Linked DNA regions of Mus musculus: region 1 is linked to region 2. A link is a contact called in public promoter capture Hi-C data. All regions are on one chromosome and are shown on one strand. Each heading gives the region's core, a stretch centred on a gene start, on an enhancer-like site or on the middle of the called end of the contact. The rest is flanking DNA. Distances are from core to core; before and after follow the strand shown. Region 1 holds the start of Reck (reversion-inducing-cysteine-rich protein with kazal motifs). Region 2 holds the start of Pigo (phosphatidylinositol glycan anchor biosynthesis, class O).

What was found. Promoter capture Hi-C pulls out the DNA fragments that hold promoters and counts their contacts.
Region 1: a contact with region 2 is called in a promoter capture Hi-C map of hippocampal neurons, with 4 times the contacts expected there. The contact joins the promoter of Reck here to the promoter of Pigo in region 2. A contact is called at or near these places in 5 of 39 promoter capture datasets (cranial neural crest, hippocampal neurons, liver and 2 more), 2 of 115 datasets of contacts at active chromatin or transcription factors (bone marrow-derived macrophages and embryonic limb bud) and 1 of 9 other capture datasets (liver).

What each region holds. Positions count from the first base shown.
Region 1 is chr4:43,874,179-43,877,121 of GRCm38.p6, reverse strand. It overlaps Reck (reversion-inducing-cysteine-rich protein with kazal motifs), which reads right to left and starts at 1,592. Exons shown (of 21, transcript NM_016678.2): 1 at 1,417-1,592. The coding sequence starts at 1,516.
Region 2 is chr4:43,024,277-43,027,129 of GRCm38.p6, reverse strand. It overlaps Pigo (phosphatidylinositol glycan anchor biosynthesis, class O), which reads left to right and starts at 1,316. Exons shown (of 11, transcript NM_001305386.1): 1 at 1,316-1,350; 2 at 2,056-2,567. The coding sequence starts at 2,057.

The sequences.
Region 1 (2,943 bases), core at 343-2,842, 850 kb before region 2:
TCATCTCTGGGTCTTTGATGGTCTTAGGTGACACCTGTGAAAGGATCATCGGACCTCCCAAAAGGGGTGGCGTCCCACAAGTTGAGAACCATAGATGTAGACGGTACCATATATAAGAATGTGGATATTAAAGTAAAAAAAAAGATTAAGGCTAAGTAACTTACTGAAGTTTTCCTAAAAGCCCTACTCCACAACAGTGGGATAAGAAGGGGGTAACTAGTATTCTTTAGACATCTTTGGACTAACTAGAACACAGAGAGATAAGCTGGATTAGTCAAGAATTCACAGTATTCTTTCGTCCCTTTTCTATTGGTTTCCTTACTAGTTTATAGTTAAATTTAGAATTCAAATAATTAACTAATCCCAGGTTCCTGTCACAATCTTCTTCAAATGCCTTCCTTTAAAATAAATAAATAAATAAATAAATAAAGCATCAACCAAAACTCCTTAATTTTAACTTCTCAGGCTTTCTTGAAAACTTCCTTGAGACTGGGTATGTTTTTCCCCTGAGTGCCTCTCCCTGTAAGCAACACACTCCTCCGTTACTTTTGTTATAAAAATTCCATTCATCTTTCGATGGCTAGTATAGGTAGACACTCGGTTTTTCTCATCTTCTAGGTGAATGTCAACGTTCCTCTGTGCACATGCAGCCCCACCCGCATCTCTCCTCTGAACCTGTCTGCCTGAATTCAAACTGCTTAGCGCTCCTGTCTTCCACCACCTATCAGCCTGAGGTGTCCCGGGAAGCACGAGTTCGTGTCACATCCGAACGCTGAGCAAGCGCAGGAAGGACAATCCTAAGCGGTCAAGCTTTCCATCCATCTCTGGTGCAACTGCTTTAACAGAGCCCTAGAACACACCTCTCTCCCGAAGCCAAGCCGCCACGGGGTGATTTATCGATGTGTAGTCAACCCCCACCCCACCTTACCCCATCCCCCAGCCGGGTCTCAGACCCACGGTGCACCCGCCAGGCAACCTTGTGGACCCTATCAAAGTTCACCGCCACTCAGGCCAAGTCAGTCAAATTAACAAGTGACAACAACTGACTGGGCAGCAGCAGGGGAGCTGCACCTACGTATCCCTTCCGCCCAGCGGTGCTATCCGGAGCCCAGGCACCTCCCTGTTTTCTGACAGGGACCCTGGCCAGGGACCAGGGTCCGGCAGGGCAAGGGGCCCCTGTCTGGGAGGTGACAGAACAAGGCCTCGAACCCCAGTCACCACCCCAGGGTTCGCAAGATCTTCAGGGAGAAGAAGACGAGGGCGGAGAGCGGCCTCCGGGTCGGGCTCCAGCCCGGCGTTCCTGACCGCCGCCCGCGGGTCTGGGGGCACGCGCACCCCGCCCCCGGCTCCGCGCCATCTTGGAGCGCTGAGGCACTCCTCAGGACCGCCCCGATCGTGGCTCCCGCGGCTACTCACCCGCGCTGCCCGGGGCCAGGCCCCCCGTCACCTCCGCGACCCCCGCCGCGGCCAGCAGAAGTAGCAGCGCGCTGCGCGGGGAGGCCCGGACGCTCGCCATGTCCGGGCCGGGTGGGTCCGAAGCCGCGGGATGCTCGGACCCAGCCTGGCCGTAGCAACCCCTGGCACCAGGCCCCGCCCCCGGCGCCTTGGCTCTCTGGTGATTGGCTGCGGCTCGCTGAAGCCCCGCCCCGGCCGCTCAGAGTTTTCAAAACCTCCCGGGGGGCGGCAGCGCGCCCTGGACCCTGGCTCTTTGTTATGGGCCAGCTGTGTGTCGCCTTCGGACTCGGGCTCCCGGGCTGCGGTCTTCAAACGGGAAGTCAGAGGCTGGAGACCCCTGTGGAATGCCTCTGTCCCGTGTCGGGGCACATAGGGGGTGGGGAGCCCGCAGCTCAGGGGCGACTGGCCTGCCGAGATCACTCTGCAGGTCCGTCTGATTTGCAAGGGCTAAGTCAAAGCTGAACTGTAGGGCGTGCACCCCTAGTTGAATCCTCCAGAACACTCTTACTATCCTGTCCAAAGGCTGCCTCGACCTAAAGAAGGCGTGTTACCTGGCCTCCCCTCAAAGCCAAAGGGCTCTGCTGAGGGCACGGATTCACAGGCTGGCTTCGCTGTTAATACCTATTGCACTCAGAGAAAGGGTCAGGGCAGCCTGTATGACTAGACTTAGAGAGCCTTGAAATTCAGAATTGGTTCGAGAGGATTTGGAGATGAATCTTTGAGCAGCTACTCCGGAGAATGTTCCAGAGGACCTAGGAATCAAAGCGAATTCATTGTGGAGAAACGCCCCCCACCCCCCACCCCCCCCTTTTTCCTGGCTACCTGGCCCTTGAACAGATAGCTCGTCCAGTTTAGAGACTTGCTGTTCAGAAGTGAAGCCAATTGCTTATTTCCAGATTCCTCTATTCAGGTCACTAACAGCAGCTTTCTCCTGCGACAGATGGTAACTATGACTGTAATGAAAAGAACAAAGTCTTGACACCCTCCTCGAGTCCAGATTGTACACTACTCCCGACTAGCCCCGTGTCTGTGGGTGAGGACATTTTTACTTCTGAGCCTCCCCCCCACCCCAACCCTCATGCTGGCCTTCTTGATAAGATTAATGAACGTATTGTGTTTATTTACTTATTTTGAAGACAGGATCTCATACAGCTCAGGCTGACCTTGAGTTTACAATGAAGCCAAGGCTGGCCCTGATTTCCTGATCAAGCGCACAGGAACCCAGTCTCATATTGTATTTAGAATGTCTCAGACAGTGCTTGACCCAGTGAATAATTGAGATATCTGAACTCAGGCCATGGGGCTAACTGGCTGAACGTATTTCCCACTCTGCCCCTACTACTTTGTGCTTCTTCAAAACAACAGACTTTCTTTATTAAAAACACTGAGGACAAGCCGGGCGTGGTGGTGCATGCCTTTAATCCCAGCACTTGGGAGGCAGAGGCAGGTGAATTTCTGAGTTCAAGGCCAGCCTGGTCTACAAAGTGA
Region 2 (2,853 bases), core at 67-2,566:
ACTGAGATAAAACTCACATACCATACAGATAACCCACTTTTTTGTTTTCTAGAGCAAGGGTCACCGTGTGTAGCCCAGGCTGATTAAATGCATGTGACCTAACCTGCCTATACCTCCCGAGTGCTGCCATACTCTGCCAGCTTACTCATTTCATGTTTTCAAGACAGGGTTCTCAGTGCAGCCTTGGCTAGAACAAGCTCTGTGGACCAAGCTGGAACTCAGAGAGATCCGCCCGCCTCTGCCTTGAGAGTGATGCCTTCAGTGAGTGTTTGCCACCGCTGATTTTTAGGTGGTTACTGTTTTGAGACAGTGTCTCCTTTATCCCAGGCTGGCCCCAGAGGAGCTGTGGTGTCGAGGACGATCTTGGTGGTTAAGAGGATCCTGCCTCTGCCTCCCAAGTGCTGGCATCTCAGACGTGTGCAAGTGTACCAGGTTTTCTAGAATGCTAACTAAAAATCAGGCTGGGTTAGCCCAGGTTTTTGCGAATGCTAAGCAAACTCTGTCAATTGGGATTAAAGGTGTTTGCCACCACCACCTGTCATGTATAAGTTTTTATTTAGATGTATTTTTAAAGACAGGTTTTTTGGGTTTTGTTGTTTTTTTTTTTTGTTTGTTTGTTTGTTTGTTTGGTTGGTTGGTTGGTTTTTTGAGACAGGGTTTCTCTGTAGAGCCCTGGCTGTCCTGGAATTCACTTTGTAGACCAGGCTGACCTGGAACTCAGAAATCCGCCTGCTTCTGCCTCCCAAGTGCTGGGATTAAAGGCGTGCACCACCATTGCCCGGCTAGTTTATGTTTTTTGTTACTGTGAAAAAGTGCTCTTGACAAGAACATCTAAAGGAGCTAGTTACCAGACAGTTTTAGTTCATCACGGGAGGGAAGTCTCAGCAGTGAGAACTTGAAGCATGGGGCTGGGAAGATGGCTCAGTGATTAAGAGCATGTACTGCTCTTGCTGAAGACCAAAGTTTAGTTCCCAGCACTCAGACCTTGTGTTGAAAAACAACCAAAAATGGACAGTGAGTCTGGAGAGAGGGCTGAGTGGCTAAAAGCAATTGCAGCACAAAGTGCATTGTACAAACATACATATAATAAAATGCTCGGTGGTCCCTGGGCTTTTCTTCTTTCATGCTTCTGTACACACCCAGTCATCATCCCCCTCTCTTAGACCTTGCCCTCATTTATGAATTACTGAACCTCCTATCAAAGTTTTCAGCCCCACGTTTCTTGTCGAACTTCCCTGCTGGTGCCGGCAGGCGGCGACAAATCTCCTGGTAGGGCGCTCTGTCAGGCTTGCACACCTCTGTGGTGCCAGACAGCGAGCCCTGCCGCTGCACTTCCGGGCGCGGATCCAGGTGAGCCAAGGTCTCCCTGTTACCTCTGTTACTGTCACCCCTAGGACGGGTGTCTCAGCTTACTGCCGGGGTGCCCAGTATCAGAGGGAGCATGTCCAGGTGTTGGCCGGGTTCCCACCGGAGGAGACAGAGCTGCCGGGACTTCTGGATCCCAGCTTAGCTCAATGGGCTTTATACCGGGCTTCCTGGGGACGTCGTTCCTTCGGTTTTTTCTTGAGCCTGGCCGCCCGGAAGCGGAGCAAGACTCCTCCCCGTCGTTTCCTCGGTTCCCGCCAGGCGGCGCCGTTTACTCAATCCAGTTAATCCGTGTGGTTTCTGTCTATTGCCACCCTGGAAATGTTGAGTTAGTCCGAAGAGAGCCATTGAAATGGACTGTCAGAGAACAATCTACCTACCATTTGGAATAGTCTTCCTCCTAGACTGTGGTTTGACAGCATTAGATCTCCCGGTTGGATATGCACAGGCTCCCGTGCTCACCCCCAGAACCTGAATCGGTAGGTGTAGCCTGGGCGTCAGGTTGAGATCCAAGGTCTCAGCCTCTCACCGTCAGATGGTATGACTGGTAGAAACAGCTGCAACGAGTTAGCTATGGTTTGTTTACGTCCTGAAGTTTATAGCAGTACGTGATTGTTGTTGGGCATTGTTTTGAGAGCCAAAACGTCCATGGTTTCTTCGCACCCCAATGAACATTCTCTTCTCTCCCAGGATGCGGAAGGTGTCTGTGCTCCTCTTCTTAGCCTGGGTCTGTTTTCTTTTCTACGCTGGCATTGCACTCTTCACCAGTGGCTTCCTTCTCACTCGTCTGGAGCTCACCAATCAAAGCAGCTGCCAAGAGCTCCCAGGCCCTGGTCCCTTGCCGTGGGGAAGTCATGGAAAGCCTGGGGCTTGCTGGATGCCTTCCCGCTTCTCCAGGGTGGTTTTGGTACTGATAGACGCTCTGCGGTTTGACTTTGCCCAGCCTCAGCGCTCGCATGTGCCTGGGGAACCTCCTGTCTCCGTGCCTTTTCTGGGAAAATTAGGTTCCTTGCAGAGGATCCTAGAGAGTCAACCCCACCATGGCCGGCTGTACCGATCTCAGGTGGACCCCCCCACGACCACCATGCAGCGTCTAAAGGCTCTCACCACTGGCTCGCTGCCGACTTTCATTGATGCTGGCAGTAACTTTGCCAGCCATGCTATAGTGGAAGATAATGTCATCCAACAGCTCAACAGTGCAGGTCAGTATGTGCCTCTGGGGACTATAGAAGCTGGGGAGCCAGGACTTCAGGTACCCAGCCGTATATTTGGCTATGGTGTAGGGAAACAGAGAGTAGAAATAGATGGGATCTTGTGTGTAGAAAGGCCCAGAGATTTTTGTCCTCAATGAAGCTTCTAATCTGCACAAAATGTTTGTTTGTAACTCGTGGGAGCATCCGATTAAGGAAGAAATGAAGATAGGAATTTGCAAGGATGGAGAAAAAAGGGTAGAGGGATCCAAGTTATGTTCACTCACTGCTTATGAAG